2 separate regions of the Zea mays genome follow, and region 2 is linked to region 1. The links are chromatin contacts, called in public Hi-C maps. All regions are on one chromosome and are shown on one strand. The core of a region is the stretch at or near the end of the contact, and the rest is flanking DNA. Distances in the headings are between cores, read along the strand shown. Region 1 has its middle 59 kb from the start of LOC103641219. Region 2 holds the start of LOC100191215.

The links. Hi-C and Micro-C count contacts between places; a contact is called where the count stands out from the background.
Region 2: a Hi-C map of leaf shows a contact between it and region 1, with 4 times the contacts expected there. The contact joins the promoter of LOC100191215 here to the enhancer-like site in region 1. A contact is called at or near these places in 2 of 25 Hi-C or Micro-C datasets (endosperm and leaf).

Annotation. Positions count from the first base shown.
Region 1 is chr10:73,950,518-73,958,038 of Zm-B73-REFERENCE-NAM-5.0, reverse strand. No RefSeq gene overlaps it. Among protein-coding and RNA genes, the nearest start is that of LOC103641219, 59 kb to the left of the region's middle. Within about 2 kb of position 4,393, at least 18 of the 20 cell types and tissues checked have an H3K27ac peak or open chromatin away from gene starts, as enhancers often do. A contact at or near this core is called in leaf, where this site is marked.
Region 2 is chr10:74,099,201-74,106,405 of Zm-B73-REFERENCE-NAM-5.0, reverse strand. It overlaps LOC100191215, which reads right to left and starts at 3,222. Exons shown (of 10, transcript NM_001136649.1): 1 at 3,074-3,222; 2 at 2,798-2,967; 3 at 2,629-2,693; 4 at 2,409-2,449; 5 at 2,127-2,215; 6 at 1,937-2,050; 7 at 1,716-1,793; 8 at 1,394-1,459; 9 at 536-616; 10 at 1-451. The coding sequence starts at 3,218. The coding sequence ends at 338.

The DNA of each region.
Region 1 (7,521 bases), core at 3,144-5,643:
TCGGGATAAATGGGTTGGGCAACCTATAACATATGTGAGGTCGTGGTTTCACAGACGAGGTGGTCTAAGATACCCGTTTAGGTTTAAAACCCATTTATAAGAATATGGTTTAGTTAATACTTGTAACATAGATTAGACCATATTAGATTAGGTAGGGTCTAGATTAGATTGGATATAACTAGATTAATCTTAACTTAAGTTAGATAAACCTACCAGGGTAGATTAAATATTATTAGGACATGTTAGAATCTTTTGAGATATGACGGATTATATGGGTAGGTAAGTCAGAATCTCGGTTAGGTTAAAACAAAGGGGTTATGCAACCATCGGGTGGTTAAGGTAGTTGCATATGGTCAGGTTGGACTAAGACTCCAATTTTAGGTTAAAACATATTTATCAGAGTATGATCCAATCTTATTTTACTAGTATTATCTAACATGTTTGTCCGTTAGATTAGATCTGACTAGATTAGATGGGATCAGAAAATTGGTGTAACCAGATTAGACTAGATAGGATCTACTAAATTTATTTTGGAATAGATCATGTTTGTTATACTATTAGGAGATAAGCAAAGTGGTGGGGATAAGTATGCTTATTAGGACAAGATGAGTCTCTAGGAATAAGATAGAATCTTTTGATATTAGTTAGATCTATTATGATAGGATAGAATCTCTTCAAGATAAGACGAATTTATTAAGGTAAGAGGGAATCTTTTAAGATACGATAGATCTATTAAGATAAGAGAGAGTCTTTTAAGATAAGAGGGATCACTATGAAATAGATACATTTTAATGGAGGATAATCTGAGTTGTTTAGTTATCTTATGAATTCTATTTATGCCTATACGTATATGCAGATGTAATTGTGGACATTACTCCACAACTAATCACACTCAATCAAAGATCCAAATCAGAAAAATATCATAAGAACAAACAATCAAGCGTATAGATACCTATAAAAAATAGTTTTCTTTTTTGTTTCTATGAGTAGGTCTCCTATTCCTAAAGGTCACTTTAGGCACAAGATTTCAAAGTGTGAAATCCACATTTGTCTTTAGAAAGAAAATGTAAGAATAATCAGAGTAAAGCGGAAATAGATGAGAAAAGATTAAGATAAGTTTAGAAAAGAATCAGAGTAAGATAAGTAGACAATGGTTGTCCAGTTCTATCTAGGTTTCGTTCTACAGTCAACATTCCTCTCATACCACTTCTGTCACACCCGGTTTTAAGGGACAAAGCCGGGTGCATCTCATATATGCGCCAAAGAAGACAACACATATAATAACAGAGTGTATAGAGATAAATGTCACAATTTAATCAGAGTACTTATTACATAGCGGAAGTCTTACAAAATAAAATATAAATATAGATCGAACTAAAATCCATCCTTGGCGCTAGAAAGTCAGTTGGGAGACGCCATCTAGATTGAATCGAACTCCTCGCTGTGTGGCTCCACTTGAACCACCTGTTCTTCTCCTGTGGGGGGGGGGGTGTGAGACATCAAGGGTGAGCTCACACATGTTCATCGCTCAACAAGTTGAGGGGAATAATGTGACATGAACTCACCAAAGGTGGGAGTTCATGTGATGTGTAAAGCTGATCAACAGTAGGGGTTAAAGCTGAGCATTGCTTTTAATAAATTGGTCAAATTTTATTAGCAGTTACTAAGTGTAAGTAAATACCAAACCATAATAAATAATAGAACAAAATTAATAAATAATCCCATGCAAATGCAAATGACAAATTGAATTTAAGTTACATAAATTAATCATGTGAGTGTCTGAGCTGCTCATGATCGTGAGCACGATTAGTATACCAGTTTTACACTCTGCAGAGGTTGTGCACCTTTACCCACAAGTCATGTTACCCATCTGGCAAGGGGTCATGAATCACATACACCTCTATCAAGGAAGCGAGGCAGGGTAACACTACGAGGCCTTTATAAAGTTCCACTAGCTTCAGAAAACCCGCTACGGTTTCTAGGAAGCTCCAATACAGGGATTCCTCGCCTGACCGCCATCGCAACAAAATCAACCGAAGGACCTCCCTACACTAACCACTCCCTTACTGCCATTGCCCCTTTCGGGTAAGGTAGTCATCCACTAGCTTTTCTAATTAGTCAGCCAAAGGCATCCCATACTACCCTTGTGGTAGCACTATTTTCCCGGGTGGTTCTCCATGTTCCCATTAACATAATGATCTTATCATGAACATAGTTAACATAACAAAATAATAGAAACATGGCTATAATGAAATATTAACCCAAAAACTATGTAAAGCAATAGCATAACTACCCAATGATTCAGGGGTAAACAAGGTAAAAAGATAAACAGTCTATGGTGACCTATTAGGTCCCATCAAAATTAAACCTATGCATGAATAGTGATAATACAGAATATTATTGGGTAACAAAAGTGGATCAAGGGCACAACTTGCCTGGCACTTGAGATTCCAGTTACCAGGGTGATTCTTTGGATCCTCGTGACCACACCGCTAGTCGTAGCAATACAATCATACATGGTATAGACAAAATTAACATCACACAAAACATAAGAACATACTGCATAATAATGATCTACGCGTTGCTATGAGATTGTGGGAACGAGAACCACTAAAATCAGAGTTACGGTAAGGAGTTATGATTTTATAGAGGATTTTTGTGATTCAAACGTTAAACTATATTATAAATTGGTTAATATAAATCATATAAGAGATTATTCTATAAATAATTATCTCAACTTTAATCTAAGTTATAAATTGACCATAGATCATATTCTAGTAGTCTATAATGATAAGTAGTTTAACTAGACTAACCAACATTAGTTAAATACAGATCTAATCATAAAATAATGAGACATAGTATAATAAATGTTGTTATTGCATAGTAAATATTTGTACGAGACTAACTTAACTTGAACGAGTCAAATCGGAATTAAAACGATAAAGTTATGAATTTCTGAAGGTTCTATGTGCTAGGTACTAGATTAATTAGGAGATTAATTTTAATATAGTTTTTATGTCAAAACAGAGACACTATGTGATAAACAACATTATTATAAAATTATAGGAACTAGAATAGATTAATTTGGACCTCATATGAATTTTTATGAATAAAATGAGTTTCTGGAATTATTTATATACTAGAAATCATTTTCTATAATTATTTATTTATTTTCACTGCTCCCTCGATCTCGCACACAAAAATAGAGAACAACAAGGGCCTAAATCACAATTTCTCTAAGATTCAGGCTCCTGTACACTGGACGGCGGGTTGATTCAGTAGTAATACAGGGGCTCTTTAACAAAATAGCCGGGCGAAAGGGTATCGAGGGTTTCTGACCGTTGGATCGTCAATCCGCGCCCTAGATTAGATCGGCGCGGCGGTGAAACGGTACGCGACGAGAACCGTTGGATGCAAATGCGACGGGGAGGATTTTATTATTCTGGATTTGATTCTATCCGTCCGATCTAGATCAACGGATCAGACCGAATCCTGCGAAAGGGTATGCGATCGTCTAATCTTAGCCCTTGAATTCTAGATCTCTAGCCCACGTTCTCTCTTCCTCCCTTCACGGTTGGAACAGCGGCGCCGCCGCCCCTATATGGCGGAACATCGCCGGCGACAGCCCAGACATTGATACGGTGCTTGATTCACTACGCAGGACCCATCTAAACACTCGAGGATCAAATCTAAACTATGAAAGGGGCTCATACCGGAAATCACGACGACGTGCGCGCAGAACCGGGCGTGGGGCGGACTAAGGCTCTCGTTGCACTCCGGCGAGCAATCCAGTCCTCTACCTCCACCGTCAGAGCCCGCCACCGCCACGGGTACGCTTGGTGTGATATTGCGAAGCTCCTAGGGTATGTGTCCCCGCCGATGTGAAGATGCGAACAAGTGATGGTGTGGCGTAGCTCCGCCAGGTTGAGCACACCACGGCGACCAATCCGGCTTACGCCCACTGCCCCAGATCTCACACCAACAACGCCCAGGTGAAGAGCGCCCACGCGACAACTGTCGGACGTTCCCAGGTGGCCAGCAACGACGTGTAGGATGGTGGACCGCGGCGGCGGTCGCGGTCGAGGTTACCGGCGCACGAGTCCTGGCTTTTCGGTGGTGGTGAGCTTCGATGGGATCCTAGGCGAGCGCGCAGATCGGTAATGGCTTGGTCCAAGGAGCGTGGCGGCACGCGATTTATACCCCCGACGACGGAGTCCAACCGGGGAGGCGGCCGCGAGATTGACGGCACAAGCAACACAACAACCATGGGGAAGATCTACAGCGGCAGGGGGTCCAGCTGACGTGTTGGGTTCACGGGCCAGCGACAGTGATGCCAGAGCCCATCCGTCGGTGACTTGGAAGCGCGTGGTCAAAACGGTGGAGGCTGACCTACGGCCCCACAAGTCAGTGGCAGGCGCGCGACGTGCACAAGATGCTTCGGGATGGGCCGCAGGAGGTAAGGAACTTGGCCGAATTCTAGTTCTGTGGCCTAGAACAGGTAGCAGGCTTCTTTCTTTTATTCTTTTCTTTTGTTATTTTCTATTTAGATTGGTATATCCTCAAATTGAATTTCAAATTCAAGTTTCAAATCCCAAATATAAAACTCATCCCACATTAAGATATAACATCTACTATTTGCATCAATATTATTTTCCTTTCCATAGTGTTTATTTTTCTTTCCTTCATTTCTCATTTATTTCCTTTTTGACTTTCAAAATTCTAATTCCAAATTCTAATTTAGGATATAGTTTAAGAATTCAAATTTAATACATACTCACAATCAATTATGGAGCAATAGATATATATTTATTTTAATTGATTTATTTGTTTGATAAATGTTTGAAATATGAGTCACACTCATATGGTTCCTTTCTTTTTAGGAAAATGGTATTTTCATTACGTGACATGAGTTTAAAATTACTTAAAAATTAAATATTCATGAAAGTGATTGCTTATGGTGCATCATTTCATGAAATGCATAATCATTTAGTTGTATAGAAAAAATTTCTATTACTCCTTTTCTAAAATAGTTCTTGGTTTTCAAGATTCTATCCTCAATTTTCAATACTCAAGTATAATTTGAGATATCTGAATTTACTATTTTTATTTCCTCATATATTTATTTTATTATTTTTTCTTATACACATTTTGGGCATTACAAATCCTACCCCCTTAACAGAAATCCCGTCCTCGAGATTTGTAAGGAAAGGGTGAATATTCATATTGTCTCAACACATATGCACGATAAAAAATCTCAGCATGATGCATACTTTATTAACAACACATGAGGTCAATTAGACCTTATTATTCCTCCTAAAATAGTATCATATCATCTACTAACTAAAGTAACATTTATATCTTACGAATAGTAGTAATTTATATATATATATATATATGTTTATGTAGCTTGGTGGAGCTGGTGGTGGTGGTGGAGGTTGTTGTTGTCGTTGTTTTTCCAACCGTGCTTGCCTTATTTCTTGACGTATGTCCAGCCGGTCCTAACGTATTTCCTCGCGTTCTTGTCTTATCTGATTTTGCAATTCGGTAACCATGTTTGCCATTTGTTGTATTAGCATCATTTGGGTGGCAACCACTTGGTCGATTCCAACCGGTGGAGGATCTGAAGGATTCATTTTGTTTGCTATTGCTTGATAATCTTCCCTTTCTGGCATTGACCATGAGAGTTAGAAGCATATGGCAAAATAGTTTTGCAAGGGAAATTATTTGGTCAGTAGAATGAATAGGCTAGTAACCGGTTATGATCTGAAGATTCTTCAGTAGGGTTTAATATTTGTTTTTTGTCAAGATTGGGATATCTAGTTGTATATGGTGAATGTCCAAAGGTAAGATAGAACCTATCAAGATGAGATAGATATGGGTGAGATAGACTCTATGATGTAGTTCAAAAGTATGTTTAATGTTAGGTGGGGATAGTCAGATTATACAATTCATCATGTTTCTACTGGTTGAGTTAAATCTTTTTGCTCTTGGTTGAGTTAGTTTGTTGCACTAATTTAGGTTTAAGTGCATGAGAGGAGAACAAGGTTTATAGGAGTAGGATCTAGTTTATTTCACTAGTGCTCACTTGTTAAATGACTCTCATTAGATTATATAATCCTATTTAAGAATATCATTTAGTTAAGAGTATCAAGCTGACCCTTTTCTTTATGAAATTCCAGTATATATATATATATATATTATACACCTGAAATTCTTTTTATGCCATTATCTAAGTTGGGATAACAACTGCGGGTACATGGAGTAGATAGGTTAAACAGAGTTTTACTTTGCTTTCGGGATAAATGGGTTGGGCAACCTATAACATAGGTGAGGTCGTGGTTTCACAGACGAGTTGGTCTAAGATACCCGTTTAGGTTTAAAACCCATTTATAAGAATATGGTTTAGTTAATACTTGTAACATATATTAGACCATATTAGATTAGGTAGGGTCTAGATTAGATTGGATATAACTGGATTAATCTTAGTTTAAGTTAGATAAACCTACCAGGGTAGATTAAATATTATTAGGACATGTTAGAACCTTTTGAGATATGACAAATTATATGGGTAGGTAAGTCAGAATCTCGGTTAGGTTAAAACAAAGGGGTTATGCAACCATCGGGTGGTTAAGGTAGTTGCATATGGTCAGGTTGGACTAAGACTCCAATTTTAAGTTAAAACATATTTATCAGAGTAGGATCCAATCTTATTTTACCAGTATTATCTAACATGTTTGTCCGTTAGATTAGATCTGACCAGATTAGATGGGATCAGAAAATTGGTGTAACCAGATTAGACTAGATAGGATCTACTAAATTTATTTTGGAATAGATCATGTTTGTTATACTATTAGGAGATAAGCAAAGTGGTGGGGATAAGTATGCTTATTAGGACAAGATGAGTCTCTAGGAATAAGACAGAATCTTTTGATATTAGTTAGATCTATTATGATAGGATAGAATCTCTTCAAGATAAGACGAATTTATTAAGGTAAGAGGGAATCTTTTAAGATACGATAGATCTATTAAGATAAGAGAGAGTCTTTTAAGATAAGAGGGATCTTTATGAAATAGATACATTTTAATGGAGGATAATCTAAGTTGTTTAGTTATCTTATGAATTCTATTTATGCCTATACGTATATGCAGATGTAATTGTGGACATTACTCCACAACTAATCACACTCAATCAAAGATCCAAATCAGACAAATATCATAAGAACAAACAATCAAGCGTATAGATACCTATAAAAAATAGTTTTCTTTTTGTTTCTATGAGTAGGTCTCCTATTCATAAAGGTCACTTTAGGCACAATATTTCAAAGTGTGAAATCCACATTTGTCTTTAGAAAGAAAATGTAAGAATAATCAGAGTAAAGCGGAAATAGATGAGAAAAGATTAAGATAAGTTTAGAAAAGAATCAGAGTAAGGTAAGTAGACAATGGTTGTCCAGTTCTATCTAGGTTTCGTCCTACAGTCAACATTCCTCTGATACCACTTCTGTCACACCCAGTTTTAAG
Region 2 (7,205 bases), core at 1,973-4,472, 150 kb before region 1:
TAATAGTTGTTGTGCTCAAATAATTGTATTATATATTGTTAAAACATGCATACTGTTCCTACATAAACATTAGTCTGTGTCCAACAGTTTATTCTGTACTATAGACTAATGTTCGTAAAGTGAAATTTGAATATAGAAATGATGATAGATAATCTGCTGAAGATAGTCTAGGTCAATATAACTTGTCAGTTCTCGGTATGTAAAGGCAGATTGTAGCACATCTCGCTCAGCTGGGCAGTACCAAGGTGGCCCTTTCGGCGAGACATGCAAGCGAAAAAAGTCTGTTTGGTGGCTGTGCATCTCCTAATCCTTTCCCGTTTCCATGACCTCTCTAGCTTCAGATGCCCTGACGATTGCAGCCAAGGTGGAGCCTCCGCACCTTCATCTTTCCATTCAGTGCCAATGCAAGAACATCGTACTCTTCGACATACCATAGCTCTGATATCGTCGCCTGAAACAGTGATGATAAACAGGTAATTGTGCATGCTATGTTTGCACCCAACCAATTCATGGATACGAGCAACAAGAAGTCTACCTGAAAGCCACAGATCTTCTCATTAATTTGAGCAACTAGCTCATGGAAGAACTTGACATTATCAAACGATGATGCACTTTGCTACAAGGTACAGAAAATGTAGTGTCACACGAGATTAAACGATAAACAATTGAAGGGTGTACCAAAGCAAACATCCAAAAGGTACGACTGCATTATCTGCTCTATGATTACTGTACTTCCATGCACTATCATGTAGATAAAATTAGATGAAGAAAGTTGCCCTCAAAAAAAAAAGATGAAGTGTTTAAAATTTACATTTGATTATGCATCCTTAAGTTGCAAAATAAAGAGGAAACATTATCTATAAGCCACAGCAGTTCTGAACAGACTCGTATCCCCTGAAGTACTGCAGAGGCATTAAGTGTCACTGGCATGTGGGCTAGAATGGGAGGGCAGCCTTCCATATCAGTAACTTTATAATGCCTCTGCAGTACTGCACAGAGCCACAGAGGTTTCTGGACAGACTCTGAATCCTAGTCTGTGGGTTTATTATGTGGTTTTACTTAAGAACTTAGCTGCACAGTAGTTTGAATGTAAACATCTTCTAGCGACCAAATACTATATATGCCGTCAATGTAAAGCATATTTTGGAAGGTGGTAGTATTTAAAATTATATCTGTACCTCTACTTTCTCTTAAATAACAATATATTGTCAATTGTTGCAAAATCAACACCATCCTAAAAATACTTTGAGGATTGAACACAAATTTATCGATGCAATTTTAGTACACTAACATATATAGTATAATTTAACATATTCTTGATCAAAGCTTGCAAGTTTAACTGTCAAAAAATAAAACAAGCCTTAACATTGATGGAAAGATAGAATTGAGATACCTCTTTAGGGAGCCTGGGATGTCCCAGAATTCGTGCAAACGAGGTGTGAAGCAGAACAGGGTCATACTGTCAGAAAAAAAAATCAGGTCAGGTGACAGATTAATTGAAATCTGCAAGATATTATGTAAATAGCCATCTGTACAATAACCACGTACTGCACCACTATATTTGAACAATAAATTCAGCCAGATACCAAAATTAATTTGTTCGGCAGATGTTTTGTTGATGTTTCTTTATCAAGATAATGCTACCTCTTGGCGTTGGTATAAAAGTCAAGTTAGGCAGATGTTAACAGTTATATCAAATCTTGAGCTGCTCATACCAGTTGCTTTTGAGGTGCACGAGGAAGAGCTTCTCTCAATCTTGAGCGGATTTCTGCAGGATCAGTACCAGATTCAACCTAAACACACCAAATACCATTACCTATATTTCAGTTTGAATACTTCTCAGGAACTCAGGGTAGAGGATTGCAAACTAAGGTTACATGAGCTTAATATCAATCAGAAAAAAATCATACAGAACAGGGTCTCTTGAGATCAAAACCTGCCACAGGCCAAGAAGCACACCGGTTGAGGTCAAAACCACTCTGTCCAATACAATTTTAAGCGGACACAAATTCTTGGTGACACCTTTTACTGCCTCCACTTCGGCTTCAATCTCAAAGATATCACATATAGATATGTCAGTGAAAACTTCAACTGCCATGCTCACGTCAATCAGAGGGTGCACTCACCTCATCCTCAGTTGCTACAATGGGCTCCAAGTGATGGGAGGCATGAAACATGCTGAAGTGATACATGCTCGTATTTTGGAACCAGATAGCTGCAAAACAAATCAACCAAGCAAAGTGCTCAAAAAAGCTGTCGGTTTCTGTGACACTAACCAATCAGTCAGCAGGCAACTGAACTGGTAAGTGACAACTCTATTTAGCATCATTTAAATGTCAGGCCATGAATTCAGCAGGTGAAAATTCTACAGTTGTACATGTATGGATGCCATAGCATAGAAGCTGTACCTTGGTCAAAATAAGGAAGAAACACGTCCTTTACAGCTTTCCTGCAAGCCCAAAACATACTGAATGAGCACTGCCCTGACCTGACCTCCCAAAGGAACTTATACAGCCATCTGACCAATCACGGGCTAACTTAGTTCTTCTCCCTTGTAAGGAGAGAGCATCGCTTCAGGAACAATTAACAGCAAGTTGCCTGCGGATTTTGGCAAAGGTCACCACTCACGAGATCACAGCGGCGAACTTGGGGTCCATATAGAGCACATTCGCGCGCACTGGCGGGTCGGCGGCCTGCCAAGCACATTTCAGTTCAGCGACACCATCATAAGCCACAACCAGCTACATGTCAACCAGCGTGACGAGCAGGACACGGGGCTGGTGAAGAAAGCCCGCACCTTGAGCCTGGGTACGACGGCGCCGTCATCTGCGGTGTCGAAGAGGTCCGAGAGCGTGAGCGACTGCGACGTCTCGCCGCCCTTCAGGAACGCCGCGCCGCGCTCGTCGAGGTCACGCGCCATCTTCGAGTAAAGCTCGGCGCGCCCGACCTGCACCGAGCCGGAGCCACCTGACACAAAAACCAGGAAAGGGGGGCGAGATTTCACGACTGGAACAAATTATTGGTGGAAATCAAGAAACTGCAAAGGAATGGATGGTTTAAGAGGGGTCGTTACGAGGGGAGACAGAAGGGTAAGAGGCCATGTGCGACCACCGGTTGAGGAGGAGGAGGAGAACGGCGGCCGGAAGCAACCAGACGGCGGTGCCCGGAGATCTGGGTCTGGGACGCGCGGAGAAGCAGCTCAGGGGTGATGTGGCCATCAAATGTGGTTTGGTGAGTGCTGCTTGATCCGTGTGGCTATCATTAAGCTTTGTCAATTCTATTGGCATACTGCCGAATCGAGAGATTCTGCCATCAATAATAAAAAGGTTTATAAAATTGTCATTAGACCTACATTTTATAAACTAAGCAGGACTCATAATTTATAGACACAGTGATAATTATAACAAGAAGATAATATTGTGAGCGGCAAAAATTTAATTATCTCCTGCCGAATCAGAGATGCTAGAAAGTAGAAACGCAGGCGCGAGCCGCGCGTCGACTTTAGGCCACTGGCATAAATAATTGTAATTAAGAGTGCTCAAATTATAAAATATTTTACTTTTAAAATTCATTACTCCATCCGTTCAAAAGTAACAGTCGCATTTGATTATATAAAAAAGATATGTAAGGGCTAGTTTAAAAAGTCCATTTTAAAGATAGGCTTCTATTTTCCCAAGCGAAAATTAACTATTTTTTTTAAAAAAAATAAAAAACCCATAAAAAAACAGGGTTTTCAAATTAGCTTTAAAATAGATTTTGATTCATAACTTCTTTTATTGTACATAATCAGTCGCCAAAGAATCAATATCAGCTTAGAACTACTTTTAAGAAGTGTTTAGTTTTTAGAGACTAAGTTTTAGTCGCTATATTTTATTCTATTTTATAACTTATATCTAAGAAGGGGCACTTAGATATATGTTATAAATACATTTTCCTACTTCAAATATTTTTGTCGAGTACGATTATATCAATTACCCTTGGCATACGCTGCATCTGAGTCATAGGAGACTTGATGCTCGTAATAAGTCAACAAAAAGTGGATATGCATGGAAGATAAGATGATGGCCTATTGTTTAAAAATCCGGAATCTCGAAGAAAGTTTTCGGTTGAAAGCAAGAGATTTTCAAAAGCCTTTTGTTGGGTGCCTTCGTCTTCCGAAGGTTCTCAAAAACATAATTTAACGATATTTCTGGAGTATAATACATGAACAGGTACCTTCGGACTCGGATCAGAACCACAGTGTAAGAAGCACAAAGAATACGAAGGTTGACGTAGCGCCGAAGTTACGAGCAAGGGAGCTTCGGCATGACAGCAGAAAAGGGAACCGACTTAAAAGGGAAAAGACCATTTAGACCTCGATGGATCACTATAGAGTCATTAGTAAATGTAAAGGGCATGAGTGTAATTTTACATGGGCTGCGTCCCGTGCCTATAAATAGATGAACAGTGCTCCCATACTGTTCACGCTGACTTGTATTTGCTCGTGCGTCACACTCGTTCTTTTACCTTCTATCAAGCCGAAGGTACACTTGTAATGTGATATCATTTCTATTTGTCCATGATAATAAAATAGAAATGAGCTGATAATATTACATAATTATTCATGTTATCTCTTACATTCTATATGATTCTCCTTTTATTATCGCATATTGCAATGATGAAGGTATGTCCTTCATGACCTTCGTCTGAAGATCATTATATCCTAAGGGAAATAATGTCTCGGAGGACGAAGGGCATTAACGTTTGACATTTTTTTGTGTTGCCTTGTTCTTAACTCATAGCATTTGAGAACAAGTCCCCAACATTGGCGCCCACCTCCGATGAATCCTTTTCGACCACCTTCGGCAAGCACTGACCTTAGTCATGCCACAGAAGAAAGCTTCAGCGACAGGGGCTGCCGCTCTGCTAGGGGTGGGCGTTCGGGTTACCCGAAATTTTCGGGTCGGGTAATTCGGGTTTTTAAAATTTCGGGTTTTGAGAATTGATACCCAAAATTACAACGGGTTTTGCAATACCCGAAAATTCGGGTACCCGGAATTTCGGGTTCGGGTTCGGGTATTCCCGAACTACCCGAACTATTATGTTGGCTTCATAAAAACACATATACTCTATTAAATTAGTATAAAAACATAGGTTGAATAATGATATACATGGACATATAAAACATAAGCTATCTATAATCACAAGTTATGCACACTTACACATAATTATAGATGTACAAATTAAAAATTAAGCATGACATGAGTACATGACACATGAAAGTTCGGGTAATTCGGGTATTTCGGGTACCCGATTGTGATACCCGAATTACCCAAAATAAATTCGGGTTTTGCAAGTTGCTACCCGAAATTCCCGAACAAAATTCGGGTTCCGGGTATTTCGGGTTCGGGTTCGGGTTTCGGGTTACGGGTTTTTTGCCCAGCCCTACGCTCTGCAGCCACTGGACCCAAACCAGGACACCCTTTCTCTTCGAGAGGCCCGAAGCCAGAAGAGGAAGGCCACTAGTCCAACACTCCAGGAGGAGGAGTTGGACCAAGAAATTAGAAACATGGAGATGCTTCATCAACAAGTACAAAGGAAGAAGGAGAAGATGGCCCGACTAGCTGATCTTCAAAGGCAGATTGACGAAGCCACTAAAGAAGTACGCCATCTTGCTCAAGACGAACAAGAGCGAAGGCCCCAACATAGGGAGCTTCACCAAGAAGGCTTCTTCAACGAGGATGGATGTTATGATGATTTCAATCATGATACCTTTACCTTTGACGATGCTTCTCCCTTGGCAGCAGAACTGCAGGCTATCCCATGGCCTCCATCATACAAGCCACCTCAGCTCCCCATGTATGATGGACATTCAGACCCGAAGCAGTTTTTGATGAGTTATGAAGCAACTATATCTTCATACGGAGGCAATGCAGCTGTCATGGCCAAGTCCTTCGTCATGGCAGTTAAGAATATGGCCCAAACGTGGTATTCTTCTCTTCGGCCAGGAACTATTACTTCATGGCAGAAGCTCAAGGATATGCTAGTGACAAGTTTCCAGGGCTTTCAGACGAAGCCAGTCACAGCTCAGGCTCTATTTAAATGCACGCAAGATCATGAGGAGTATCTCCAGGCATACGTCCGAAGGTTCTTGCGTTTGAGAGCACAAGCGCCTACAGTGCCCAATGAAATTGCCATTGAGGCCTTGATCAAGGGGCTTTGTCCAGGACCTACTGCCCAGTATTTTGCTAGAAAGCCTCTACAGACTTTGGAGAAGCTGCTTCAAAAGATGGATGAATACATCCGGGCTGACAATGACTTTCGCCAAAGAAGGGAGGAAGCCTACAGGTTCTCTGAGATGACCAGGGGCTTCAAAGGAAGAATCCACCCAAGGCATGTCAGGTCAATCCACTCCACCCAGAGTGACAACAGAGGAAGTCAACAACAGAGGCCACAATATTCCTCGCAAGCTTCGGGGCAGCAACAAAGCTCTTTCCGGCCACCAGCTCCAAGAGGCAGAGGCGCCAGGGGCTTCGGAGGAAGGTTTGGGGATCAACCTAGAAAAATTTATTGCTTATTCTGTGGTGAGGACAAGGGCCATACTACAAGGATGTGCCATGTCACCATTCAGAAACAAAAGGAAATAGCAGAAGCCGCAACTCAGCAAAACCAGCCGAAGCACGTCATGCATACTGCTTCGTATCACTCACCCTACATACCAGAGTATGTGGGTAACCATCCTGCAGCGTCTGTTGCTTCGGCTAGTCAGCCACAGGCATCTTGGCCACAGCCCCCACCTCCGCCACCACTACAACCTGTATATTCACGAGGTCAGCAGCTAGAAGGGAGCCAACAGACCCATCAGCAGCGAGATTTCAGGGAGGAGTCCGAAGCTCGCACAGTCAACAGTACTATCGGCGTTTCGACCCCAGGGGGTCCCTGGACCGACGAGTAAATTGTCGCCGCGTGCCCCAGCCCAGATGGGTCGGCGCGAGACGGAGCGCGAAGGGGGGAAAGCCGGAGGGAGACAGGCATAAAAAGGGGAAACCCGCGGCCTTCGTGTTTGTCCCGCGCCCAGGTCGGGTGCGCTTGCATGTAAAGCCCAAATTTTGGTGGAAGAAAAAAAATTATATATCATGAAATAATAAAATAAAGAGATAAAAATATATATAATAAGTGTGATGAGAATTTTGAAGACTCTTGAAATCTATTAGGAATTCTCCCTC